4 separate regions of the Mus musculus genome follow, and all the other regions are linked to region 4. A link is a contact called in public ChIA-PET, HiChIP or PLAC-seq and promoter capture Hi-C data. All regions are on one chromosome and are shown on one strand. The core of a region is the stretch at or near the end of the contact, and the rest is flanking DNA. Distances in the headings are between cores, read along the strand shown.

What was found. ChIA-PET counts read pairs in DNA pulled down with a chosen protein or histone mark. HiChIP or PLAC-seq counts read pairs in DNA pulled down with a chosen protein or histone mark. Capture Hi-C pulls out chosen DNA fragments and counts their contacts.
Region 1: a contact with region 4 is called in an RNA polymerase II ChIA-PET map of memory CD8 T cells, with 7 read pairs. The contact joins the promoter of Gtf2f1 here to the promoter of Mydgf in region 4. A contact is called at or near these places in 1 of 39 promoter capture datasets (embryonic stem cells), 3 of 115 datasets of contacts at active chromatin or transcription factors (large pre-B cells, memory CD8 T cells and pancreatic cancer cells) and 2 of 9 other capture datasets (adipose tissue and pancreatic islet).
Region 2: a promoter capture Hi-C map of adipose tissue shows a contact between it and region 4, with 3 times the contacts expected there. The contact joins the promoter of Ndufa11 here to the promoter of Mydgf in region 4. A contact is called at or near these places in 9 of 39 promoter capture datasets (the C10 cell line, cranial neural crest, embryonic stem cells and 4 more), 2 of 484 Hi-C or Micro-C datasets (B cells and CD4 T cells), 7 of 115 datasets of contacts at active chromatin or transcription factors (astrocytes, bone marrow-derived macrophages, embryonic stem cells and 3 more) and 2 of 9 other capture datasets (adipose tissue and liver).
Region 3: a FOXA1 HiChIP or PLAC-seq map of pancreatic cancer cells shows a contact between it and region 4. The contact joins the promoter of Crb3 here to the promoter of Mydgf in region 4. A contact is called at or near these places in 1 of 39 promoter capture datasets (liver) and 1 of 115 datasets of contacts at active chromatin or transcription factors (pancreatic cancer cells).

The regions. Positions count from the first base shown.
Region 1 is chr17:57,009,393-57,013,385 of GRCm38.p6, reverse strand. Gtf2f1 (general transcription factor IIF, polypeptide 1) reads left to right here and starts at 2,098. Exons shown (of 13, transcript NM_133801.2): 1 at 2,098-2,277; 2 at 2,364-2,410; 3 at 3,626-3,698. The coding sequence starts at 2,266. It also overlaps the pseudogene Gm17949.
Region 2 is chr17:56,716,274-56,719,867 of GRCm38.p6, reverse strand. Ndufa11 (NADH:ubiquinone oxidoreductase subunit A11) reads right to left here and starts at 2,106. Exons shown (of 4, transcript NM_027244.1): 1 at 1,926-2,106. The coding sequence starts at 2,028. Vmac (vimentin-type intermediate filament associated coiled-coil protein) reads left to right here and starts at 2,947. Exons shown (of 2, transcript NM_178926.3): 1 at 2,947-3,234. The coding sequence starts at 3,044.
Region 3 is chr17:57,059,854-57,063,736 of GRCm38.p6, reverse strand. It overlaps Crb3 (crumbs family member 3), which reads right to left and starts at 1,506. Exons shown (of 4, transcript NM_177638.5): 1 at 1,364-1,506; 2 at 971-1,142; 3 at 39-100. The coding sequence starts at 1,043. It overlaps Slc25a23 (solute carrier family 25 (mitochondrial carrier; phosphate carrier), member 23), which reads left to right and starts at 3,874. Exons shown (of 10, transcript NM_025877.4): 1 at 3,874-3,883.
Region 4 is chr17:56,181,398-56,185,434 of GRCm38.p6, reverse strand. Mydgf (myeloid derived growth factor) reads left to right here and starts at 1,515. Exons shown (of 6, transcript NM_080837.2): 1 at 1,515-1,696; 2 at 2,720-2,770. The coding sequence starts at 1,544. It also overlaps a transcript of Tnfaip8l1 not described here.

The sequences.
Region 1 (3,993 bases), core at 849-3,348, 830 kb before region 4:
TAGACTCTTATTCGATCTAAAAAAAGGTTATTAGATCTCTTTTATCATTTATCTAGTTGGAGAAGGATGGCACATGTGCCATTCATTCACAGGAGTCAGTTCAGGGGTTGAATTCAGGCTGTGAGGCTTGGCCGCAAAATGTCTTCACCCAGTGTGCCATCTCTGGCCCGTAGCACAGACTGGCCTGTCTATGTAGTCAAGGGTGCCTTGCCCAGCATGCACCCAGTTTCTGCTGGGTATGGGACCCAGGACTTTGCGCATTCTAGGCCAGTGACCTTTTTTTTTTTTTTTTTTTTTTTGATTTGTGAGTGTTTGTTTACATGTATGTGTGAGTGTGTGCAAGACCAGAAGAGAGTACAGGAAACCCTGGAAATAGAGTTAACAGATAGTTGTGAGCTGTCATTTGGGTGCTGGGAAGCAAACCCAGCTTCTGGACAGGAGCAGCCAGTGTCCTTAACTCTTACATCACCACAACACTGTCAGATAAGAACAGGTTAGGGCTGCAAGGCAGTCACTGGGCCAGCAGACCCTGGCTTCCTGGGGACTCCGTCCAGCCATGAGTGACCCCATGAACTCCTGTGAACTCTCACCGTGGGTACCAGGAGTCCCTTCTGCATGATGTCCCGGATCTGCCGTCCCCTCTGGGTGCTTCTCTGAGCCTCCTCCCGCAGCAGCTGGCCCAGCTCCACATGGTAGAAGCCGTATTTCAGAGCCATGTTTCTGCACTGGGTCCCTTTCCCGCAGCCGGGCCCCCCCACCACGAAGATGATCAGGGGATACCTCAGGATATCTATGGTGTTCAGGGAAGAAAGATGGTACTAGTGCAAGTCTATAAGAAATCCTGGACTCACGTTGAAGCATCCCCCTGTGGGGATTTTCCTGAGCCATTTGCACAGACCTCCATGAAGTGCCTTAGTGACTCCATCACCCCATTTTACAGATAAAGAAGAGGGCCCTCAAACTCACCCAGTAGCACCCTGCTCCGCCCACCATGCGGTCCTTTCTATGCTGCCTGCTTGTGCCTCTAGTCACACAACCTCTGAGTTGGGATAAGACCTCTCTGCCCTTTCCTCTCCTCCGCAGTCAGCCCTCGTTCTTTGTCCCTTTCAGTTCACTTTGGTCTTCCTAGCCAGCCTCTGTAACTTAAGGCGCACTCCCTGAAGGCGGAGAAATGAATGCCTCCCCTACTAGACACATCTGTGGAGTCAGTTGTTTATGCAAAGACAGTCATGGAATCAGCCTATCTCATTCCTCTCAAGTTCAATGCCTGTGCCTCCCTTGCCCCTCTGCTTAACCAACTCCTTTGCATCCCGTAGGCTCCCTTTCTCTGATTTGTCCCCAGAGAATAGTACTTTCCATTTCCGACACTGGCTCCTCTACTCAAGTTATATGCCAAAGGCATCAACCAACAGTGAGGTGGGAGCATGCGCAGATGCGTTCCTTCCGTGCAGGGGTTGGTGTACACCCCCAGGTAGTGGGGATACTTGCCCATCTCCCCCTTTCGTTGGCCCATGTAAACCAACCACCCCACGTCGTTACCCTTCTCCTGGGGCCTCAAAGCTCTGCCCAGCTGGGGCAGCGTGGACTCGCACAGACCCATCCCGCCCGCAATGCCGGGGTACGCTGGGGCCCTGTCTCCACCCTGCACCGAGTCCCCGGCTCCGCTCTACGTCACAAGGGACTCATTTTGCAAGATCCTCGGGATCCCCATATCCCAGGACACAGAAAACTGAACCTCAGACCCGCCCCAGAAGAGCCGAAGAAGCCACCCCACAGAGTGGGCCTCGGTTGCCATGGCAACTCGGCCTCCGTTCCCGCTTCTTGGACACATTTACGCTTGCGCAAGAGGATCGAGTTCGCGTCTACCAGGAGACTCCATTTCCACCCTACCCAGGATGCTCCGCGGTGCCTGCGTCGTGACGTCACGACGGGCGTGTCTACACGTGACTTTTCCGTGGTATATAAACAGAGAACGCCGCCAAAAGGTGGCTTTCTCTCCGAAGCTGGTGATCTAGAGTAGTTACAGCGGCTGCGCTCTTCTCGGTGTGGCAGCTCAACTTCCGGGTCAGGCTCTAACGCATGCGCAGAGAGTTAGGTCTCTTTTTCTCGTCTTCCAGCATTCTCCGAGACTTAAGGATTTGGAAATCCAAAGCACAGCATCACACTAACGTGACAACCAGGAAAGGTGCCTTCCCTTTCCTGGAGCCGAGGGACACAACGAAGTTCATCCCGTCAGGCCGACCGGGAGCAGCTTGAGCAACGGCCATGGCGGCTCTAGTGAGTATGAATGAGGTGGGGACAGAGGTGTCGCAGAACAGACCCCGCGCCCTCTCCTCGCCTTACAGACCCCTGCTCTCTTGCAGGGCTCCAGCAGCCAGAATGTCACCGAGTACGTCGTCCGAGTCCCCAAGTAAGTCCCCGTCCACCCACACTCCAGAACCTCGGCCCTGTGTTCCCCTGCCACCCCGTCCAAGACACAGTAACAGTTACCCCTTGGTAGTTAATGTCAGGGGTCGGTGACTTTGCCCTGAGTCAGACGGGTCAGGTCAGACATGGTGACTGCCTTTAATCTCAGCACTTGGGAAGCAGATGTAAGAGAATTTCTGTGAGTTCGCAGCCAGCCAGGTCTGTATAGTGAGTTCCAGGACAGCCAGGGCTACATAGTCGGGTCCTGTCCCAAAATAAAAGAAAACCCCAAACTGGTCACAGGTGGTATACATCCTGTTTTTTTGTGCCAAGTGCCATGTCCCTCAACTTCTAACTTTATTTTAGGTGGGTACATGCTAGGCAAGTACTCCACCACCGAGCCACACCCAGCCCCCTCTTAAGTTTTGTTTATTTTGAAGACAAGAGTCTTACTGTGTAGTTCAGATGGTTTGATCAGGCTGGCTTTGAACCCACTCAGATCCATTAAGACCCTTGCCTGCCTGCCCTTCTTTCTACATAGGGGTCCTCCGCACTTTTGGTTCCTTTTTTCTTTTTTTCTCTTTTGGTTTTTCGAGACAGGGTTTCTCTGTGTAGCCCTGGCTGTCCTGGAACTCACCTTGTAGACCAGGCTGGCCTCGAACTCAGAAATCCACCTGCCTCTGCCTCCCAAGTGCTGGGATTAAAGGCATGTGCCAACTCTGCCTGGTGGTCCCTTTGTTTCTTGAAGATTTAATTTATTATCTATGTGTATGAATGTTCTCTCTTGTCTCTCCTCTCTCACTCTCGCTCTTGCTCTCGCTCTCACTCTTTCTGTATGTGATGCTGTAAGAGAGCCTAGTGTCTGTGGATCTTTATCTGATGGGGTTGGGTTGGATGAGATGGATCTTGATTCTTTAAAACAAAACAAAACAAAACCCCTGAAAAACTAGAGCGTGGTTCTCAACTTGCAGGTTGCCTAAGACCATCGGAAAACACAGATATTTACATGACCATTTATAGCTTACAGTTGTGAACTAAACAAAAATAATTTTATGATTGGGTCACCGCAGCATGAGGAGATGTATTAGAGGGTCAGAGCTTTAGAACCATTGCTCTGGAGTCTTTTATGAGTTCCCAGAATTACCTACAACCAAGGGTGTAAAGCATAGATTTGTTGAATGAATAATCAATAGATTGAATAGTTTCTTGCCCATTCCAGGAACACAGCCAAAAGATACAACATAATGGCTTTTAATGCAGCCGATAAAGTCAACTTTGCTACCTGGAACCAGGTAAGTGGGTGATTCTGGGTGGCTGGGGCAGGGACCTAACCCTGGGCTGGTGACTATGTATAGTAATAACTTTACTGAAACGATGGTGCCCACACCTGTGGCTCCAGCAGATTTGTGATTCCAGCCATTTGGTGGCTGAGGCAGAAAGACTGAGTGTTTTAGACCAGCTTGTGCTACATAAATCCTAGCTCCAAAGAAAAGAAGTGCAAAGCAAAGCAAAGCATGTCAGAGGATGTGGTTCAGTCAGTAGAGCACGAATCTAGCATATATGAGGCCAAGCTGGATCCCCAGCGCC
Region 2 (3,594 bases), core at 857-3,356, 530 kb before region 4:
TAACTGCTCCCTTGTGGTGATTCTCCCATGGCCCAGCCAAACCACAGCCAAGCCTCAGCACCACCTGTAACATGGGACCCTCCAGGAGTACCACCTGCAGCATGGGACCCTCCAGGAGTACCACCTGCAGCATGGGACCCTCCAGGAGCACCACCTGCAGCATGGGACCCTCCAGGAGCACCTCCTGCAACATGGGACCCTCCAAGAGCACCACCTACAGCATGGAGCGCCTCCAGGAGCACCAGCTGCAGCACGGGACCCTCCAGGAGCACCAGCTGCAGCATGGAACCTCCAGGTGCAGCTGCGCCCAGGAGCTATCCATTCCTAACTGCTGTGCCGGCAGGGCAGGAATTCATTCATTCATTCATTCATTCACTCACTGTGTTGCACAAGCCACGTTCATTTATTCATCCATCCTTCCACTGAGGCCCCAAAGACCTCCCTCATTCAATTGTGAGTTCCACCACGCCTCCAAGTTGCTAGATCCTGCTGGGAAGGCAGGGTCACTGCCTTTCTGCAATATCCCCCTTAGGGGAGCCAAGCAGGGAGCTTGGGAACAAAGGAGTTAGGACACAGGGAAGAATTTTCAAAGCTGACATAATTGTCCACTTCCTCCCTCAGTAGCTCTGACATGGCACCTCTGGCAAGGGCCTGCCTACTCTCCACATCTACCCAAGACAGACTCCAGCCAGACACCAAGAGTGCACACAGTCCTCCTCTGGATCAACACCCATGTTCTCTCCATGGCCTCCCTCACAGAGATCTGCCTGCCTTGCCCCCCAAGTTCTGGGCTCAAAGGCATGCACCACCACGACTAGGCTTGTTCTGTCTGTTTTAAAATCCCCCAATCACCTGACCCTACAACACCTGCTTTGTGGGAGCAAAGCCTTGGGTAAACTCATGAATGTGAGGCCTGTGGACACACCAGAAATATATGACTGAATGAGGCCTTGAGGGATAGCATAAGTGAGTGAATGAACTAGGCATGAGGGGGCACCTTAAGAGTCTCAAATGCCAAAGGTAACCCCATGACAGCCTTAAAAGGACATCTGACCTTCCAAACAAGTGTGCCCTATTTGGAATCTTCCAGAATCAGGTCCTCATGATGATGCATACTTTTAATCTGGGAATTCAGGAGGCAGAGGCGGGACACTTTCTTTGAATCCCAAGCCAGCCTGGGTTACATAGGGAGATCATGTCCAAAATAATAGTAAATCATGCTGGAGAGATGGCTCTCTCTCAGTCCTGGAGAAATAGAACAGCCCTTCCACATTACCTGGGTTCAACTCTCAGGCCCCACACGGGCACCTCACAACTGTCTGCAGCTCCAATTCCAGAGAATCGGACACACAAGACATACAGGTAACACACCAATGAGCGTAAGACAAAACTAAATCACTTTAAATCATTTAAAAATAAGAGCAAATTAATAGGTTCCGTGGTGGCGGAAAATAGAAACAAAACAAAACAAAACAAAAATAACAAAAACATCTTCCAGAGGCTAGATTGGGGTGTAGCCCTGTCATCCCAGCACTCGGGCAGCTGAGGCAGGAGGATCATGCAGGCCAGACTGGAGACAGGAGAATCAAGACCTCAAGGCCATCCTCCGCTACACAGAGGGTTTGCAGTCTTGCCAAGGCAACCCTAGAACTTGTCTTCAAAAACTCCGATGACCCGATCACCCCTTAACCCTAAAAACTCCTGACGACGCTGAAATGACCTTCACATTTTCTCCAGCTTTTGCTCCCTGATATTGACCTACGACCTCTGAAGCCCCTAGGCACTGACGAGTCTACGCCCCTCAAAAGTCTCAACCTCTTCCGCCTTTACAGCCATTGCGCCCCGGCGCCCCAGGGACCTCCGCGCGCCCTCTGACCTTTGCTTCCAGACCTCCGCCCTCCGCCCGCCCACCGGCCCGCGCTCACCGCAAATGCCGCCTAAGGCCGTGGTGATGTAGGTCTTGCGATGACACTGGGTGCCGTCGGGGACCTCATGGTAAGATTCAAAGAACCGCTTCACCATCGCCATACCTAGCTGGGCTTGCTCGGCCGACCCTAAAGCGTCTGGGCGAACTCAAGGGTAGCCGGCTAGGTCAACTCTCGCGAGGTTTCCAGCGCGCAACTTTATTGAACGCCTTGGACGCAGACAAGGCGTGCGCGCATGCGCGCAGTGCAGGTTTGTACCGAGGTCTTATTAATCCCGTAGCAAGATCTGTGTCGTGCTCGGTCCACAAGTGAATCTGGACAGAGACGCCCGTGACGTCAGGAAAGGTAAACTGAGGCCATGAAGAAAAACGCCTCCAGCCCTAGCGAAGACGAGGTTTCTAGTACGGAGAATGTTGATAGTGCATCCAAGGATGGGATTGACAGGTCGCAGGACAGCCATTACACTGTCAGGCAGGTCAGCGATCGAAACTAACAGAAGGTAGGACAATCGCAGGGCAGATATTACAGCGCGAGGCTAGTGATACCCTAGTTAGCCGGAGCTGCACGGACGCGGCGGGACACAGCGCAAAAGCGGTTGGCTCGTCAGGGATCCGGACTGTGTAGGGGTGTGGTTTCATGCCCATCTCAATCAGGACCGCGTGTAACTATTTGGGGGCGTGGCCAGGCTGGGGGCAAGGGGACCAATCGTGAGGATTTAGCGTGAGGATTATAATTGACGGAGACCAGGCCCACTCTGCTTTGGTTTTAAGTCCTCGCTGCACTCGCAGGCACAGCCACACTCAGGAGCTGGTCCTGAAAGGGACGTGAACATTGGCTACGGGGCGTGGCCGCACTTAGTCCTGCCCCTGGTAGAAACGTGGCCAATAGTGAGAGCCCAAGAGGAAGCACACGCCTTCCTCCGGGGGGCGTGTCTTTCTTGACGTCACTTCGAAGTTGGGCGGGGCCTCTTGAGAAGGTTTAAATTAATGCAGCGGCAGCCTGGCAGCTGCATGTGAGGGAGGGGGTGGGGGGTGGGGGTCGGGCTCAGGGGCGGGGCTTCTTGCGTTGTGGGCGTGACCCGACAGGGCGGGGTGGGGCCTGCACGGCAGCCGGGGGCCATGTCTGCGCCGCCACCTCTGCAGATCCGGGAGGCGAACGCGCACCTGGCCGCCGTGCACCGACGCGCAGCGGAGCTGGAGAGGCGGCTGCTGGCGGCTGAGCGCACGATTGGTGCGCAGGCCGAGCGCCTGGCCTGCCACGACCAGCACCTGCGCGCCGCCCTGGATGAGCTGGGTCGCGCCAAGGACCGGTGAGGCCCTGGAGGAGGCCCGGCGGACATCCCAAAGGAGGCGGGTGGAAAGGGCTGGGAACCGAGAGCAAAAATTTCCGGAGCACTAAATGCCCGGCATCACAGCACTAGGAGGGCTGAGACTGGAGGATCAGGAGTTCGGGCCATCCTCGACTACATGGGGACTTTAGAGTATAGCCTGGGTTACTTGAGAGCATTTCAAACTGTTAAAATGAAGCCAGCTGTCCCACCCACAAGGCCGAGTCTGCCGGTAGGTGCAAGAGTATTGTGTCTGATGATCGAAGGAAGCTGCTGGGTAGGGGCCCACATCGGTAGACAAAGGCACAGAACACCCCTATATAGAATAGTCAGATCTGTGAC
Region 3 (3,883 bases), core at 257-2,756, 880 kb before region 4:
ACACACTTGCTCTTCCTTCTTACACCTTCCCAACTCACCAGGCCCCCGTTGGACTCATCACCTGGGGGTTGAGTTGTGCTATTTGTGAAAGGGTCCGGTGCTGTGGAACAGAAAGAGAAAAAAAAAATCCATGCTGGGGTCTTCTTCACTAGTTATCACTTACACACCACTCAGTCAGACCTTGCAAAACGCCTTCCAAAGTCTCCAGCTGGAATTGAGGCAGCAAGTACAGCCAGGCCACCCACTCCACCCTCGGGTGTGATGCTGGTTTCTCTGGCCACCCTCAGCCCAGCAGGTAATAATCTGACCACCCAGAGTCACCATTGTTAGCCTATTAGAATAGATGGCTTCCAGAACCGTGTCCCCCTCCACCATCACTCCGGCCCAGAACCCTTAAGGACCTGGGCGGGGCTCAACCTTTCCCAGGAGTATGTGACTCACAAGGTCCCCCCACCCCCCAGGCTCCCGAAACTGGAACTAGAGACTGAGGGAAGGTCTGGCTGGGTCCACACCTACGGAGGGCCAGCCCTGTCAGCTGGGCTCCCTCCAGGTCCCCCTGACTGCTTAAGACTCTCAACTATGCAGACTCAGGTGCCCAGGCTCTCCCTCCCCTCCTCCACCTCTGGGCTCTGCCCAACAACCCCCAGCTCCTAAATTCCACAAGACTTAAGGACTCAGGAATTCTAGGCTGCGGGTACGGAGCGTTCAGAAAAACGCTGGTTCGAGCCTCAGCAACGTTAAAAGAAAAAAAAAAAAAAACTGGAGAAAAAAAAACTGGAAAAAAAAAAAGTTCGCAGGTCAGCTAAACTAATTTGAAATTCAGCCCTGAAGCTTTCAAACTTGGTCTCCAAACGCATTCCAAGCTCATTCCTCAGACCTGTCGCCCTCTCTGGGTCGCAAATGCCCGGCACTTCTGAGTTCAACCCGGGAACCCTCCTCCCACCCGAGCGCTGCCCCGGACAGTACCTACCTGTTAGGCTCCAGCCGGAGGGCAGCATCGGCAAACCAAACGCCAAGAGCACCCCCAGGCCTGGGGTCGCCATGAGTTTAGGCGACGAGTTGGTGACGCCAAGGACAGGACTTCCCCAAGGCGCCAATTCCTACCGCATCTTGGGTCGAGGAGGGCACCTGCGACCCAGGACCTGGGGACCAGACCGGGGTGGGGGGGAGAGGGCGCAGCATAGGGTGAGGGGCTGGACTCAGGCTCGGGGCCCAGCGACAGGCAACCCAATCTTGGAGTGCGCTCCCCGCCCTCGGCGCCAAGGGTCAGAGATTAAAGATTAACTCCCCGACCGCATTCTTGGGCCAGGAAAAGGGAAGGAGGAGGTGGGGACAGGACAGGCTGCGCGCCCTGCCTCCCTACCTGACTCCAGCGTCTGAGAGGGACTTCGCTCAGGTTCCCAATCCCGGGTTCCCAGCTGGAACCCCGAGTCTCCGTCCTTCACCCGGTCGCTCCAGATCCCACCCGCCCCGCCCGCTCACGTGACCCGGAAAGTTTAGTCACCCACCTGGGCAAAGAGCGCACTTCCGGCTTGTGCACCTGAGCCTGGCTGAGAGGGGCGGGGCGAAGAGGGCGGGGCCGCGCCGCCAGAGCACCTGTAACGGGAACCCCATTGCGACCCGGAGCACCGCAGAGGGCGGAAATGAGCAGGTGTAAGCACAGGGGTGCATACCCCGGCGGGGGGCGTGGCGACACTCCAGAAAGATACACACTTATAAGAGGCGGGCTCCGATGGGAAACACTGAAGAACTCACACCCTGAAGTCAGACCTGGGAATGCTAACCTGTATTCTAAATGTATTCTGGAGGCTGAGGCAGGAGGACCCCAAGTTCAAAGCCAGCCTGAATAAACCCTATTTCAAAAGTAAAAGGGGCTGGGAGCGTGGCTCGGGGCCAGAACCCCTGCCTTAAATGGCCTAGTGAAGGTCGCCTTCCAAGAATGTCTTAGTGATTGGATCGCCCCTTACTCAGCCATGAATTCCTCCTTAGCATGCCTGAGACCCCTGGGTTCCATTTTCATCCCATAACCAAAAAAATCAACCAACCTGTACAGGACTAGTTTTGTAGAAAGATACATGTAGGCTTGTAGTCAGAGTGTAATCAGAACACCTGCTTAGATTAAACCCGTGCGGTATTAAAAAAAAAAAAAAAAAAAAAAAAAACCGGACAAAGATCTGTGCAGAATCTCGCCCAGCTTAACGGAAGGCCTTATGTCCACACTGAAGAACATCCGTATGAGGTCCACCTGCCAGGGAAGTGTCTGTGAGGAAGCATGGATTTGGGGCGTCTGCGCAGAAGTAGTGATGTCCCACGGCACCCACACAGAAACTCTTATGCATGGAAACATCTGGTAGCTGGTAGAGGGAGTGGGTGGGACTTTCACCTGTTCACCACAGATGTATGGGCACAGCTTGGGTGGGGACCGCATGACCTCTGGATGTATCTTTGGGTAAAAGGTGGTCATGCACCGGATATGATGGCACGTGATTGCCGTCCCAGCAACTGGGATTCCGAAGCAGGCGAACTGCTGCACATTCAAGGCCAGCGAGGCTACAGAGACCTTGGCTCAAAAGGACAATAACAACAATAGCCATAGAGCTGCAGCTGGAGTTCTGTGGCTAGTTTATCTAGCACATACAAGGCTATATACAACACCCATTGTAGTGTAGCATACGCCTTAGATCCCAGGTGGAGCTCTGTGAGGTCCAGATCAGCCCGGTCTACATAGTAAATTCCGTGGCTACATAGAGAGACTGTGTCTTTGAACAAGAAAAATAAATAAATAAATAAATAAATAAATGAGGCGTCGTCCCTTCCTGGGAGTGGTGGTTTAAACTCTGTTTAAATCTCTGCTCTGGCCCTAAATGGGAATCCAGACTAAGATTTGAAGCTTTTGATTTCTCCACTGTAGCGTGGGAAAAGCTAGTGTCACCTACCTACCTCACAGGGTTTGGGGTAGGTTCGTTACTGAGCAGCGAGTGAAGGGCTCTGGCATGCGCAACGCACTCAATGTGAGCTCTTATTTATTATTCGCGGTCAGACGGACGCCCTTCCCCCTGACGGTGAGACGAAAAACTGCACCCGAAACTTGTGGGCGGGACTTCAGCAGGTGCAACCACAGCCGCCGGCTGAGGCCCCGCCTCCAGAGCCCCTCCTCCTGATCGTTATCTTTAGTGGCGCGGGAGATACTGGTCCGCGACTCCCTTTCCAGGCAGGTCTGCAAAGAGCAGCCTTCAGAGAGTCTGAATTGGGGCGCGGCCCCTTTAAGAATGCCTAGCGGGCTGCGAGCTGCGGGACAGGAGGCCGCGGCGGGTCAACCGGGAAGCCCCGCCTAGGTAGAGCGGACCGCCGCAGCTAGGGCGCATTGACCAATAAGGATTTAACTTTGCAGCCGCGCCGCTCGTTGACCTTGCGTTTCTCTCTCCGAGTGTCACCAAGAAAAGGAGGCGCGCGGGCGGAATGAAGTGTTGGGGAGGGAGCCCACACCTCTTTGTTGATCTGCTGTTTCTATCATCGACTGGGGAATCTAACTAGAGCAGGCGGGCGAAAGAAGCTTTTAAACTGGTTCAGAATTCTTTGCGTAGACCTGGGAGAAGCAAAAACTTGAATTTCTGATAAGTGATCCGTTAGAGAGGAAGGTGTAAATGAACAAGATTACGAATCCAATTCCTGACAATTCCCTACCAAAACCATTTAAGGAAAAAAGGGTAAACTGAGGCAAGCAGAGTACTAAGACGGTTGCCTCTCCTACCGTCCCAGGAATGCGCTGTCAGATGTGCAAAACCAGAGCCTCCTAGAATGCTTCCCCACGCCCCCTGCTCCGCCCCCAGCCCCCTCCCCCAAGTAATGCGGGTCGGAGGAGGAGACCAAGTTCTGGCGCGGG
Region 4 (4,037 bases), core at 266-2,765:
TGCTGGGGGTGGGGTAGGCTGGGGAGGAGATGAGCCACTGTGGACAGCTCCTGTGAGGGCTGCAGGCTGAGATGTCACTGGTGCTGCCACTTTTGACAGCACTTGTGGGACACTTTACTGCAGCAGCCCATAGGCTGGGGTGGAAAGGAGGACCCCGCCACTACTCTGATGGCTTTTGTGGTGCACCGCTCAGGGACTACAGGAGGACTGGGATGGGGCAGGCTAAGGTGGCATCAGCAGCCATTTGAGAGGAAATGAGGTACTTGTAACTAGATAGAGGATCACTTAGCCGTAGAGTCTAATTTTAAGATACTTATTTTCTGTTGTGCAAGGCTGCTTGCCCCAATTCACATGTAGTGAGAACAGCTTTTAGGAGTCAGTTCTACCACCATCTAGTGACCAGGGCTGAAGTCATGGCTGCAAGCCCTTTACTCACTATTCCATCTCGCTGGCCAGTGGAAAGATGGGAAAATTATTCAGCAGCAGAGGGCTGGCCAGGCATGCTCTAGGTCCGGTAACAGCATAGCAACACCTGTGACCTATAGGAAGCTGCAAAACCGGAAGAATTCACTTTTAAAGTATTGCTATTATTATATTATTTTCATGTCTGTCTGTGTACCACATGCATACCTGGTACCTGCAGAGGCCAGAAGAAGACATCGGATCTCTTGGAAATGGAGTTAAAGTTGTAAAGCACCATGTGGGTGCTGGGCTTCAAATCTTGGTCCTCTATAGAACAGCCAGTGCTCTTAATTGCTGAGCCATCACCGCAGCCCTCACAATAAAATATTTTTGAAAAATATGCCGGGAAGTGGTGTCGCACACCTTTAATCCCAGCACTTGGGAGGCAGAGGGAGGTGGATTTCTGAGTTTGAGGCCAACCTAGTCTACAGAGTGAGTTCCAGGACAGCCAGGGCTACAGAGACCCCCCACCAAAAAAAACACAAAAAACAAACCTTAATACACACACACACACACACACACACACACACACACACACACACACACACACACATATATGTAAAATATGTTACAAAACAAAAAACAATCAACAGGTGGTGGTGGAGGCCTACGCCTTAATCTCAGCACTCAGGTGGCAGAGTCAGGCAGATCTCTGAGTTCCCGGCTAGCCTGGAGAGATTTCCAGGACCTTGTCTCGTCAAAACCAAAAAAATAGGACAAATAAAAGTGAAATAAACCATATTTATTAACAAATGGATAATCTAACAAAATTAAACACTGTCAACCCCCATGTTGTCCTGAAGTGAGTCCGGGAGCCCATTTAAGTGAGATATAAAAATATCCGGGGGGGAGGCAAAAGTTACCTGCAAACTCCAACCCAAACAAGCGCCAAGACGAAGTCGCCCTCCAGGCATCCGCGAGCGTCAATCAGAGGCGCTGTAGTGCATCACGTGCCAAGTCGAGTCCCGCCCCACCATGGCAGCCAAATCGGGCGGGGCGACGTTGTCACCGTTCGGCGCTGACGTGTCCCGCGCGTGTCACTCCACGTTCGCGAGCGCCTGCGCATTGCCCCGGAAGCAAGATGGCAGCCCCCAGCGGAGGCTTCTGGACTGCGGTGGTCCTGGCGGCCGCAGCGCTGAAATTGGCCGCCGCTGTGTCCGAGCCCACCACCGTGCCATTTGACGTGAGGCCCGGAGGGGTCGTGCATTCGTTCTCCCAGGACGTAGGACCCGGGGTACGTGCTAAGCCTCCTGCCCGGGAATCGATGCCTATGGACTTCCGATCAGGTGGTCCTGGAGACCGGGTGGAGTGGCAGAGGCAGGGTTACCTGAAGAAGGGACCTGGCTGCCTCGTCTGTCTTCTGTCAGTCACTCCCTACCTGCAAGGCGACTTCCCCTTGCCCATCTCATTGTAGAAAAGGGAATACTGGTTGATAAGAGCAGCGGATCTAGGGGACTGGCTATACAGGTCGCACGTGGGTTACTCACTGAACCCGGACTAGAGCGGGAGCACCCCCCAAGCCTTACACGAGTCCATCACCTCTCCTTTCAGCGAGCCAGCAGTCAGCCTAGCCTCTGCCCGCCCCAGCTTGGCTTCTGGGACAGCGGTGTCCCTAGTGACCATTTCTTGAGACCATTACTATAGTCCTGTGCTTTCTGGCAGGTTTGTGTTGTGGGCAGGAAGCAGTACAAGCTTGTATCTAACAGGAGCCCCGAGTACTGACCTCATAGGTGATGTTCTAGGGATGATTGCTGAAGGCCATTTGACCTTCCTAGGAAATCACAGTGATTTGAGCAAAGTTCTGAGCTCCTGAGAGGAGAGAGATCTGGTGGCCTCTGGAGGGTGTACTGAGGGATGGAACCTAGAGTCTCACATCGGCAGAGCCAGGGTTCTGCCCCGCCCTAGGCAGGGGCTCCACCCCTGAGCCACATCCCTAGCTCCTCATTAGGGGATTCTAGGTGGGACTCCACCCCTGAGTCACCCTCCCAACCCCTCACTGCTGGATTCTGGACAGGCTCAACCCTTGACCTTCTGGGCAGGGGCTGATGTATATCTCAGTCCTTTTTGATCTGTTTTACATCGGGACAGCACCTTGCTAAGTCACCCAGGCTAGCTTATGTCCCAGTTCCCAGTTCTGCGTCAGCCTCCTGGATACCAGAGATGATGTGCATACAGGACCATGCCCAGTATGCTAGGGTCTTGGTTCTGAGTATTGAGATCTTTGCTCTTCAGCCTCCTTTTATTTCTCCTTCTACAGAACAAGTTTACATGTACATTCACCTACGCTTCCCAAGGAGGGACCAACGAGGTAAGTTCCTCAGGGTGTCACACGACTGGTGTCAAGGGAAAGTGGCCAGACTCCCGAGGCTCTAAAGTCCCAGTCCCTTGAGCCTGAAGGACTTCTAGTTGCCTTGGCTTCCGCCTAATGGAATCAGCAGCCCACAGTGCTGATCCCTGACTCTTAGTCTATGTGTAATCAGTGAGCCACCAGAGCCTGGGACAGTCCTCAGGGCAGCCCGTAAGCTGGCAAGAGGGCCGATACCTCAGCAGCACCCAGGGCATCGAGGTGAACTGTTATGAGGTTAGCTGCCTGTCCCACACACAAGTTAGTTCATTCAGTGGAAATACTGGTGTATCCAGAACCTTGGACATGCATGTTCTGAGCAGAGCTTTCCATAGGAGCAATGAGTGGAAGTGTCTTAGTGTCCACGGATGGGCAGGGGTACACAGCACCTCAACAGTTGGAATATCACACACCCGTGAACAAGAGCGTTGCGTATGGCATGGAGAGGGTTAACAGCCCTGCTCGTGGCATCGAATGAATGAGTTTATTATGTACATAGCAAGTAAGGAAAAGAAATGGAGAGGCTACAGACAGCAAAACCATCTTCAGTTAAGTACTCAATGAGCAGAAACCAGCATGCAGTGACCACAGAGGCCCAAAGTGGGCATCGGATCTCCTGGAACTGGAGTTACAGTTGTGAGCCACCATGTGGTTGCTGGGAATCAAAGTCAGGTCCTCTGCAAGAGCAGCCAGTGCTATAACCACCGAGCCATCTCTGCCGATCCTTGGTTAGTGAATAAGAAGAAACCATCTGAGGAAGCAAGATGGCAGTCAGCTGGAGAGCCCATGGGCAAGCCCCTAGGACCTAGCTCCCAGCCTATCCTCTCCCCTCTAGGCAGGGTTTTTAAGCACGTGTATGTAGTTGGATGTGTGGGTGTATGCGCGTGTGTTTGGCTCTCTGATGTTAGAGGAGCTTGGGTTATTGAGTGGTTGTGAGCTGTCCTGTGGGTGCTGGGGACTGAGCCTGGGTATTCTACTTAGACTCAGTACTGCTGTGATGAGTCACCATAACCGAAGCAGGCTGGGTGGAGGGTGTGGATTCAGGCTGCACCTCCATATCACTGGCATCATAGAAGGAACTCAAGCAGGGCAGGAACCTGGAGGCAGGAGCTGATGCAGAGGCCCATGAGGGTGCTGCTTACTGGCTTACTCCTCATGGCTTGCTTAGGCTGCTCTCTTAGAGAACCCAGAGCCACCAGCTCAGAGAGGGCTCCACCAACAGTGGGCTAGG